2 separate regions of the Zea mays genome follow, and region 2 is linked to region 1. Evidence: chromatin contacts called from public Hi-C data. All regions are on one chromosome and are shown on one strand. The core of a region is the stretch at or near the end of the contact, and the rest is flanking DNA. Distances in the headings are between cores, read along the strand shown. Region 1 holds the start of LOC100281705. Region 2 holds the start of LOC100194362 (putative RING zinc finger domain superfamily protein).

Region 1 (5,283 bases), core at 1,003-3,502:
GCCGTGCTATTCTGACTCATATAACTTCGTATTAAGCCCTAAATTTGGATCGATCTAAATACGGTTAAAACCTGTGAGTTATATACATAGGTCGGGCTTCGATCGGTCCGACACGAAAAGCCTGTTGTGGTTATTTTTTTTTAATTTTAATAAATTATGAATTTTATATGGCTGTAATATTAAATTTTATATACTGACACGACAAAAGCTTGACTTGTTCTAGGGTTAAATTAGCCCTTCTCAACCCCTATTTGGTCCGATGGATCCCAACCGGGTCGGCCAGGTCCAATTCTCTGCACTAACGGGGACAAAGATGTCAAAACCCAGACGCCGCTTTTACTACTAGTCTTGTCCGATGCGCGTTGGATTTACAGAGAAATCCACCGGATGTCATGTCAACATGGTAACGACGTCGATGCTGAGTTTGACCGACAGCGATTCAGAATGATAATTTAGTTTATATAATAATTGATCATTTAGAATAGTTTCAGAATAGTTCCGATGTAACCGAACATGTCCAGACTCCTGACTCCTGAGCAACAACGGCAGCACGTGGAGAAGTCAAACGGAGGGAGCGACGTGGTTATTGTATAATACAGCAACAGCAGAGTAGACTGACCGCTGCTTCTATATTTTTACATTACTACTACTGTATGAGTAACGCAAGGACCCACGCGGCCTTCCTTGCTTTGCCCTACCATCACCAGCCCCGAACCGAACCCTAACCAAGCAGCTAATTAGAACATAGCACCAGCTTTCAACACCAAAAGATCTCACAGGTTGCTCGACAGCCATGACGGTAGGCACCCTGCAACAAAATTTGATGGAAAAAAAAATCAAGAGAGAAGATGAGAACTACCGTCCGAAATCACATATTGTCGCATGCAAATGCAAATGCAAGAGTTCGTTTAATTTATTCAGTTAGTTCGCTCACATGGGACCGGGAAGCTGAAGCACAGGCCCTCCTGCGGCGGCAGCTGCCGGGCGTGGTCGGCCACGAGGATGTAGAAGAGGCCCATGACGCCCGTGTGGCGCCGGTCGCTGCTGTACCTGGACACGACGGTGAGCGGCTCGCCGTCGCGCACCGTGACGGCGCCCGGGCGCGGGTAGCACGTGGACATGCCGACGATGTAGCCCGCCTCGTCCCCGGCCTCCCGCCCGCCCCCGTACGTGGCCGCGGACTCGCACAGCAGGCGGCCGTCGGCGCCGTGCAGCGACGCGCCGGCGCCGCCCGCGTGCTGGTGCGCCACGCCGAACACCACGTCGCCGCCCCGCGGCAGCGCCTGCGTGGCCGTCTTCACGTGCACGCACTCCCCGCCCGCGCCGCCGCTGCACTGCTCCTCCACGTCGTACTCCACGCCGCAGCCGGCCACGTCGAAGATGTAGATCCGCACGGGCAGCACCGCCGCGGGGCTCCAGTCGCGCCACATCACCGTGTAGCGCAGGAACACAGTCCTGGCCTTCCCCTCAGCCCCCTCCGCCGCGGCGCCGCACCGCGTGCCGTCGTAGCAGCAGCGCAGGCCGCCGGCGTACCCGGGCTCGATGGCGTGCCCGCGCCAGTCCGCCGTCACGTTGTACACGTCGCAGCGGCACTCGGTGCACGCCATCGTCCGGTCGGCGGCGCCGCGCGTGTCGATGGCGTGCACGTTGAGCAGCCAGCGCTGCTCGTAGCCCTCGGCGGGCGCCGCGGCCGGGTCGCCGATCTCGATGCCGTACGGGTCGGGCACCCACGTGGCCGTGCGCCGGGTCTCGGACCCCAGCCCGTAGTACTGGCCCAGCGTGTGGCCGCTGCACACGCCGGCGTTGCGCGCCGGGATGGTCCGCGGCCGGCTGCTGCCGCCCTCCGCCGATACTACCAGGGCGTAGTAGGGCTGCACGACCCAGTGGTGGAGGTACGTCTCGTGGAGCGGCACGGGGGCGCCGCGCTCGTCCACCACCTCGCCGTTGAAGCTCTTGAGCGCCAGGTGGCCCCGGGGGAAGGGGATGTCGTAGTAGAACTTGTCGGCCACGTCGCCCGGGCGAAGCAGGATGGGCGGGGACAGGAAGGTCTTGGACCTGACGCCCTGCTTGGGCGTCAGCGCCTCGGATGGCGGGAGGTGAGGGCCGAGGAGGACCAGCGCGATGACGACGAGCAACGAGCGGGAGATCTTCGTCATGTCGTCGGCACCACTGTACTGTACTGACTACTGAGTACTAGCAGCCTGAAGATGGAGGAAGGCTTCCGCTCGTCGCCGGTCGCCGCTATGTGTTTGTTGTTCTCGTAGATATAAATAAAAGCGGGTGGGCGGATGGGGCTTGCTGACGACAGTGCTGGCGTCTACTGGGGAGGGGAGCATGGTGACTGATTGATGAGAGGGGCTGGTAGACAGCACAGCAGGCCTGGATCGTGGTCGTCTCGTGCGAATATAATTTGGAGAATATATATATTAAATAATCCCTCCGTTTATTTTTATTAGTCGCTGGATAGTGCAAATTGCACTATCTAGAGACTAATAAAAAGAAACGGAGGGAGTATAAATTGGGATGAGAATGACGAACGCGTGGAGAACACCGCAAGCAGGCATTTTTGTTTTAAAAAAAGAGAAAACTAGCGGCGCCGGAGTTATTGGGTTCACACGTACGGACGGACGGCCATGCTGCTGGCCTGCTGTTGAAGCTTCTTCTAGAAACGGCTGGCTCTCTCTCTCTCTGGGGATTACGTTACGCAACCTGCCTGTCTTCTCGTTGCCCGGCCAAGCGCGCGCGGCTGCCGGTCGGAGACGAGCGCAACGCGCGTACGTGGCTGAGTTGGGCGGCGCGGCGCGCGGCAGCCATGCGATTGCGACGGAGACGGAGGGGCGGGCGCTCCACTTCCAGACGACGTCGGCATCGCCCGAAGCAGCCAACTTCGCTCAAGACGCAGCCTGGCTCGCGCGGCGCGGTCTTATCCAAAGCGGGGAAAGGAATAGTGTGTAGCTGCAGCGAACACGTCCGTGCGACCGGAGAGGCCACATATCGGGGTCCGAATTTTTTTTTATCATCAATATCGTATTGTTTTGCTATACTTGGACAGAATCTACACATGTTATTAATGAAATATTGGCCCTCAGCTAAACAATGCTACTAGCAACCTTTCGCGTGCAAGCACCAACGCGCTTTCGATTTTTTTTTTTGTGCGCGCGTGTGTGTGATCTATTTTCCCTGTGTTACTAGTGCTAACATCATTCATTAAGTTTCCATACTTGAACGCGTTTTCGATTCTTTTTTTATGTCGACTGTCATCCTTGTGCTGCTAGTGCTAACGTCTTAGCTTCCACACTTGAACGCGGAGCCAGCGAAACATGATCCTATTTGACCTATACAGCTATACTATATTGTGCAAATGTGCATTGTAAGGCCCAAAATGTGTGTAAAAAAATTAATATAAATAATAAAATAAATATATGAAGAGATAGAATAGTAAATTCAGATATCTCAAATTATCTCTGAGTGTTGAAATTGAGGACTGAATTTTGAAAACCAAGAGAATGAAAATAGAAATAGAGGGAAGAAAGTAATCATACAATACAAATAAATTTATAGATGCTTCATATTTTGGCATGATCAAGTGGAAACATGTTTATGTTGGAAATTTGAAATTCAACACAAGTTGGAAATGGGAAATAAAAATAGGAAAAAATAAATAAAAATAAAACACCAATCGGAACCAAATCCTTGAAACCGGCCCATTTACCCTTCATCACCGAGCGGCCCATATTCCTTGGCGCACTTGCACTCCCTGACGTGTGGACCCACCGGTCTCAGCTCCTTCTCCCCGTAGTCATCCACCCGCAGCCGCAGTGCCCTGACCATTTTCCCCTTTGACATGTGAGCCCCGCGTTGTCGGATCCACCCTATTCCCTAACGGATCCGCACGTCCTTCGCTTCCCGGGTCTCCAGCTTGCTCCGTAGCCGTCATCCGCGAGAGAAGTGGAGTGCGTGGGCACGGCGTGAAGCCGAATTCAGCGCCGGTCTCCGCGTGTGTTGAGCGGACCTCTCAACCGAATTCCTGGGATCATTTACCTGGGCGCTGGGGACTCGGTTCCTCCCTTTCTCTCTCCCCAGTAACCCTATCATCCGCCGCGTGCAACACCAACTCGTCAGCATTATTCGCTTCACCAGAGCTGCGGTCGAAGCCTTCTCTCTCTACTCATTCCTGCTTCTCGCACTGCCACCATTGAACAACCTCGATGCTCGCCGGTGCGGTGGTTGCGTGCCGTGGGAGAACAACCACGCTGACACCTCGCCTCAACGAAACGCGGTCACGCGGTCGCCTCCAATCGCGGTAAGGGCATCTCTGCAATTTGCCATTGTTTGTGTTACACGTAGGAATATCCACGCTCCCAATCCGTAGCCTGGCACTTTTGGTCGCCTGCTGGCCGGGGAGGCGGATCCTTGACCGCCGTTGAGGGCGTCGCGGGCAGGGCTCACTGGGCGCGTTCTCAGCGGAGGGTAGATGGCGCGGCCTGGTGTCGTGAGATTGAAGATGAGCGGGGACCGTCCATTTTATGATGAGCGCTCTAGATTGAAAGGAAAAAGAAGTGAAGCCCTTGACCGTAGATCCGTTCAGCAACGGCCGTGATCCAGCCGGCATACTGACTCGTCTGTGGATGATCCTAGCCCTCGGTTGCCAGATCTGCGCTTAAGATTTGATTTCCGTTCATAAAATCTCGACCGTTCGATTGAAATCCGGTGGCCAGTGGTGGGTACCGTTTCGTTATAGCCTAGGTCTAATCTGGGCCCTTGGGTCGGGATCAGATGGCTCAGAATCCATCATACCTCTTTACCATGCCATTTCACTAAAAGAGACCCTATGCTTTTAGGTATTCAACCTGCCGTCCGCACCAGGGACGTTCTGAGTCTTAGAAAACTTGCGCTGAGACCCCTGCTGATTTTGGTAATTGTGCGCCCAGTCCAAAAGAAGAAAAATACATAGGAAATGGATTTTTAATATGAAGATATTTGCTAGAACTTGCAAAATTCCTAGAAAATTCATATGGAGTCCAAATTTATTCATTCCAATTTCTATAATTTTATAAAATTATTGTTTATCAATTAGTGCCACTTTTTTGACATAAATGTCACATTAAAATTTATATCCTATTTAATCTTGTACAAAACACATAAAATCATTAGAAATTTATAACTTCTTCGTTTGAATTCTGTTTTGACTCGTTCCAGTTGCGTTAGCTTCGTATAAATATCTACTACACAATAGAAACATTTATTATATGGTATTTCATACTTTTATAATTAGGTTAATCT
Region 2 (5,678 bases), core at 1,218-3,717, 160 kb before region 1:
GTTAGGTTCGTAGGCAAAATCACTTGTTGATGATTATGAATTTATGATATTGTAACTAGTGTCAATGAAATAATTAGGGGAAATTTACGGTCAAAGATCGATTTGCCTAGCTAAACTACTCCTAGAAAAGAGGGAGAACAAGCTACCAAAACATTGTAAGCCAACAGCTGCTCATGAAGCAGAATCAACAGAAATGTAAGTTAATACTTGTATGACATAAATGTTTATTTACTCAAATATGTGCACTTACAAGCTCGGAGGTGATATCATAGTTGTCGCTAGTCACCCATCCACCCATATCAATATCAGCAGGGGGGTGACGTCCACTTGCATAAAGCCAGCGACCTTTCTCAATCTTCCGACAGTTAGGGCATTGCATCGCTCCTTTTGCATTGAATGCAGACCCAATACAATCTGGCAAGAAAATTTTGCTTAGTTCAGCAATCTGCTTAAGATATCATAATGTATTTTTCATGCAAACATTCACATAAACGCACATGGGTGAGGGGACAGAGTCATTCTTGGAGATAGGTGAGAAGCTTATGCGAAAACAAAATTGTGCTGATGGTGTTCACGTTGAACTAAAGTTTGGTGCTCACCGAAATTTCCGGATGTAACACAAGGTGTGACCTGAATTGGAAAAGCAAGCCTCAAAGGTTCGAACCCTTCATGTTATCACTAGGCAAAAAAAACCGCTATAGGCCTAACAATTAATCTAAATCGCCACAACCCTCAAGGCAACAGACCAGCCACTCCACCGCTAATGAACCAAACTAAATTACCGCTAAATTCAAGCTTATGGATTCGCCTGTCGGACCTGTGGCTCCAATTATTCGGGAACCACTCTACTCTTTTTTATAATGGAAAAAACATTTTCCAGCCTTTTGCATCAAGGATGCATATGGCTTCAATTTACGCTGCATCCCCTGTTACCATTAGCTTGGGATAATTCATGACTCTGCAGATTCCATAGACTTGTTAGGAACCTGAAGCTAGTGAAGTACATTGTGAATTTGTGATTGAAATTGCAATAATTCTGTAACCGTAATAAGGAAATATAAGTTACCCGTGGGCCGTGGCGACGAGTGCAAAAGAAGATATTGCAGCTAAACTAAGCTGTAAGCCGAGGCTTATAATAAGGAATTTTATAGTCTCTCTCAGTAATAACTGGGAACTAAGCTGCTGCGCTAAATTCTTATGCAAAGGTACCTTACGAGAGGACCAAATATAAAATGTTTGATGGAATGACACAACTGAAAGAGGAGATATGATACCCATAAGATGTCAAGAAAACCATATTACATGCTTGCAGCTAATAACAATTTGGCTCAATTGAAGACATCAAACAATTTCTTTCACCTAAAGAATGAGTCACGTAAGGGCAAGGCAGACCCAATAATAAAAAATCGGCCGGGGAGGGAAAGACCGCCCTCCCGGTATTATATTAAAAAGAGACTGAAACATGGTCCTGATCGAGAAAATTCATAACCCTAGCCCCCATCACTAGCGGGCCGTCACCGCCCACTCTGCAATGGGCCAGGCAGAGGGTGGCGTGCAGGACGTAACCCGGGAGCAGATGGGGCACAGCGAGGGGATTTTAAAACTTTGGGCTTCATAGTACAATCAACATACTCAACCCAACTAAAGTAAAAACATCATAACACAATTTCTCATGAACAAAAAGAAACTAAGAAGCCTCAATTTAGCATTGTGTCGTCAACCATATGTTGCGAAGATGTCCATTGCCACCACTTCCATTGCACGACAAACATTTTTGATATCTTGGTGTAACTCCTCCATTCGCAACAACCTCCAGAATCTAAGACACTTTGAAAAACACTTTTTTCCATGTTGTCTTTCGCGGCGATGAGTTGTGCCTTGTCAACGATAAACTCGTCTCCATCTGCTCGCCTACTTGAAAGCCTCTGATTATCAATAGAGGGAACCGCTCTACTTACTCTTACACGTGCAGTTCTCACCCCATCAGCATCATCCCAACATGTATGTGCCCAAACATCTCCGTTATTCAAGTCTGAACCACGTCGCTGACACTATGAAATCTAGAAAAGCTACCCCACCAGAATTCCTCAGTTACGGCAAATTGCGCCCGTGGCGCACGTTACCCGACCGACCAAAGCAACCATCACAAGCAGATCTGTATGACGAAAGCCCGTAGCCGCGAGGAATCTGACCTAGGTGGAACTCGTGTCCGCATTGCAGCTTGGCGACGGACCGGCCCGCGACGCAGGCGAGCACCGGATCCAGGCAGATGGAGCACGCCGCGGCCCCGGCCGCCTCCGCCGCCGACGCCGGCGGCGGCCTCTCCAGATCCATCGGCGCGCCCCCCGCTCCGCCTGCTGATTATCTCTTCCTCGCCGCGGAGGCGCTCGTGGGGGTGGGAGGACCGTGAGCTGAGCTCGCACAGGAGGGAAGACGGGCGAGGGGAGGAGAGAGAAACGAGACGGTGTATCCGAACGGAATGGAAGGAGGGTGGAAGACGGCAAATGATAGTAGTGATCGAGAGAGCGAGAAAAATGGACGATGATTATTGGACTTTGGTTTACCTCGCAAAATGTTTTTGTTTTGTGACGTGGCACGTCCGTAGGTAGTGGTGGTTATAAGTTTGTCATGGGTTGTTTGGTTCGTTTTTAGGTTACTGTTGAGAGGGTCATGGTTTTATCCATTTTCTTAATTTTTTCTTGAAAAAATGGAAATCTTTTGAAAAAATGTGGTTATCAAACTAATTTTAAATAGGCATATCTTAGTCTTAGAAAAAGTGTCCATCTCTTGCTTCGACAAGTCAAAAATAAGTTAACTAAGTTGTTGAAATTGGTATATTTTTAGTCAAATTTAAATGCATTTAATCCATTTAAGTATAAAACGTGTGTTTATTTTAAGATGATGAAATATATTATTATTTAGCAACATCTTTTACACTAATCGTGAACTTAATGAACTTATATTGTAAGGACGGTAAAATAGCCTCACTCGAGTCCATCGCACGTATTACCCATCCCATTGTTTTCTACTACTATAGCCGTTAAATTTATAATTCGTTTAACTTTTTAAATTTAAGTTTGATCAAATCGTCTTATTTAAAAATTTCCATAATAATAATTATTATATGTAGTATGCCATTGATTTTTTTCCAACATAATTTGACGAAAAAGGTTAAACGGATTATAAATTGTGACGGAGAGAATATCATTGTTTCTTGATAGCTAAAAGGCCTTATGTGATTTTTTTTATATGTTACATATAAGTGGGTTGGTAGAACTTTTTTTGCTATATACAATATACTTACTCTATTGTAATTTATAATTCGTTTGACTTTTTTATCATAAGTTTGATCGGGTTATATTATTCAAAAAACATAATTACTGTTAGTTTTGTTGTAATATTGTTTAGCATGTAATGTGCTTTAGATATGGCTTTGAATTTTTCATTTTTTTCAAAAAAAATAAAATTGAAATGGACAAACCGGTCAATCATGGCAAAAAAAAGTCAAACGAATTATAATTTGAGATAAAGAAAGTATATTTTTATCTGGTAAACCATAAACTTCTTAGGACCTAAGTTGTATTGCTTAAATTGAGCATGTTTGTATCTTCACATCCTCATTTTTGTTGGTAGGTGGGCTTGTAAAAGTATTTTGTCGTCACATCACTTTTCCATTTGCCAAGTATATATTACTCCTGCCTAGGAACACCTTTTTTTTGTCTCCGCCAACATCCTCTATATCTATCTTTTATACTCATACTTTACAATCTCCTCTAAAATATTTCATCCAGTATATCTTCTTTCTCTCAAACAACATTCTCTAAATCATGTTCTCTCTATACGCAAATATCTATATTAGAGATATTTTTAAATTTTTGTACATACGTATTTTTTATACTCTCAAATGTAATGTAAATATTTTAGTTTTGCTAAATCAGTTGTTTAAAATATTTGATAGATAGAGGACAGTTTATATAGAAAATCCGAAGAGTTCTTTAAATTTAGAGTACTATTTAAAGGACGTTGCTAGAGAGAGTAGATGACCGTATATTTAGGGTAGAGGAGCCTTTGCACGCTCTGTTGGAGAGAACCTAAGTGCATTGTATTTATCAAATTAGGATGAAACTGCGTTCCTTAAAATTTGATTACACGTGCCCATGCATGTGGTATCTTATTGGCCAAATAAGCTCATCACAACCAGCTCTTTGCCTCTTTCCTTGGGCGAGTTAAGAGGTCTTGCGCGCGTAACGTTGGACTCTGGTCTCTGGACTCTAGTGCATATAGAATGTCTTATTTTTTATTGGGTTTTATATATAGTGAACTTTGGCACACGATGAACATTGAAAACCAAGTGAATAAGAATAACGTACTGTTACATACTCTATATATAAAATAATTAACTGGGGTCCAAACTCCAGACAGGTCAGCCAAATTTTTGACAGCAGTGCAAAGGTCAACCAAACAAGAAAGAAAAAACACTGATGGGAGGCAGAGGCGCAGAGCCACGATTAGGCAATTAGGTCCTCCAGCTGCGCGCTCATCCGGCGTCGAACCCTGGCGATGTACATGTCGGCGGCCCGGTCGATCTCGTCCTCGATCCTGAACTCCTGCCCGTCGCCCTCTCGGCGCCTCCGGATGACGTCGATCACCGACGTCCCGTCCTGATCCTCCTCCTCGTCGAGCCCATCAGTCGCCGCGGCCGCCGCCGGCAGATAACCGTCGCCACCACCTTCGTCGTCGTCGAACAGCGAGCGCAGCGCGAGTGCCCAGTCGGCAGTGCACCCTACGCCGTCACTGCCGCCGCCGCCGCCCTCTTGGACTGCGAGCAGCAAGCTGGCGGCGGGGACGGGGAGACGATGGCGGGGGAGGCCGCCAGCGGCGCCTAGTCCCTCGACGTCGTCCGCCGGCGCGAGGGCCGCCCTGCTGCCGCCGTGGCAGTATTGCTGCGCCGCCGCCTTCGCCTTCGCCTTGTGCTGGCGCGGCGTCGTCAGCGCGCGGGTGTGGCGGGATATCCCGGCGAACACCGCGGCCCTCCGGCGCGGCGAGGCCAGGAAGAGGAGGCGGGCCCTGAGGACGGCGGCCTTCCCCCGCAGCGCGCCCACGGCCTTGCTCACGAGCTCGGCCGCCTTGCCGATGGTCTTCATGGCGGTTGCTTGCTCTCGGTCGCTGAAGGCTGAACTAAACGGGGAGGGAGGAGGTGAAATATTCACGAGCGGTGTGGTTGTACTGTACTAGCTGCAACTGCGAAGATGTGCATGCGCAGTTGCGCACGTGTATAGGCGCTGTTGGAGATGACGAACGAGTTGTGTTGTGTGCCTGCAGGCTGCAGCCTTGTCCTTTTTTTATAGATAGGAAAAGAACAAAAGATAACGACACGTGTACAGTGCATGCATGCATGCATGCATGCAGCTGATTTCCAAATAAAGACAGTGGATTACGTAGTGCTGGTGGCTAAGGAACGAGATGAGTATTTCGCTCGTTCTCTATCTTAAAGGTTAACAAGGTTTATCTTAAATCAAAGTTTTGAAACTGTGACTATTAATAACAAAATATTTATAAACATTGACTAAATAAAAATAAAACTATTTTATTTACTGTTAAAACATCTAAGCACAATATATAATTTCTTTATTTTTTTAAAAAAATATTTTTGTAGATATTGTTAGTTAAAGTTTTAA

The links. A called contact is a pair of places that touch in the nucleus more often than the background predicts.
Region 2: a contact with region 1 is called in a Hi-C map of endosperm, with 2.3 times the contacts expected there. The contact joins the promoter of LOC100194362 here to the promoter of LOC100281705 in region 1. A contact is called at or near these places in 3 of 25 Hi-C or Micro-C datasets (ear, endosperm and tassel).

What each region holds. Positions count from the first base shown.
Region 1 is chr1:200,365,820-200,371,102 of Zm-B73-REFERENCE-NAM-5.0, reverse strand. LOC100281705 reads right to left here and starts at 2,252. Exons shown (of 2, transcript NM_001154625.2): 1 at 935-2,252; 2 at 555-808. The coding sequence starts at 2,156. The coding sequence ends at 774.
Region 2 is chr1:200,520,789-200,526,466 of Zm-B73-REFERENCE-NAM-5.0, reverse strand. It overlaps LOC100194362 (putative RING zinc finger domain superfamily protein), which reads right to left and starts at 2,467. Exons shown (of 6, transcript NM_001139397.1): 1 at 2,193-2,467; 2 at 251-414. The coding sequence starts at 2,334.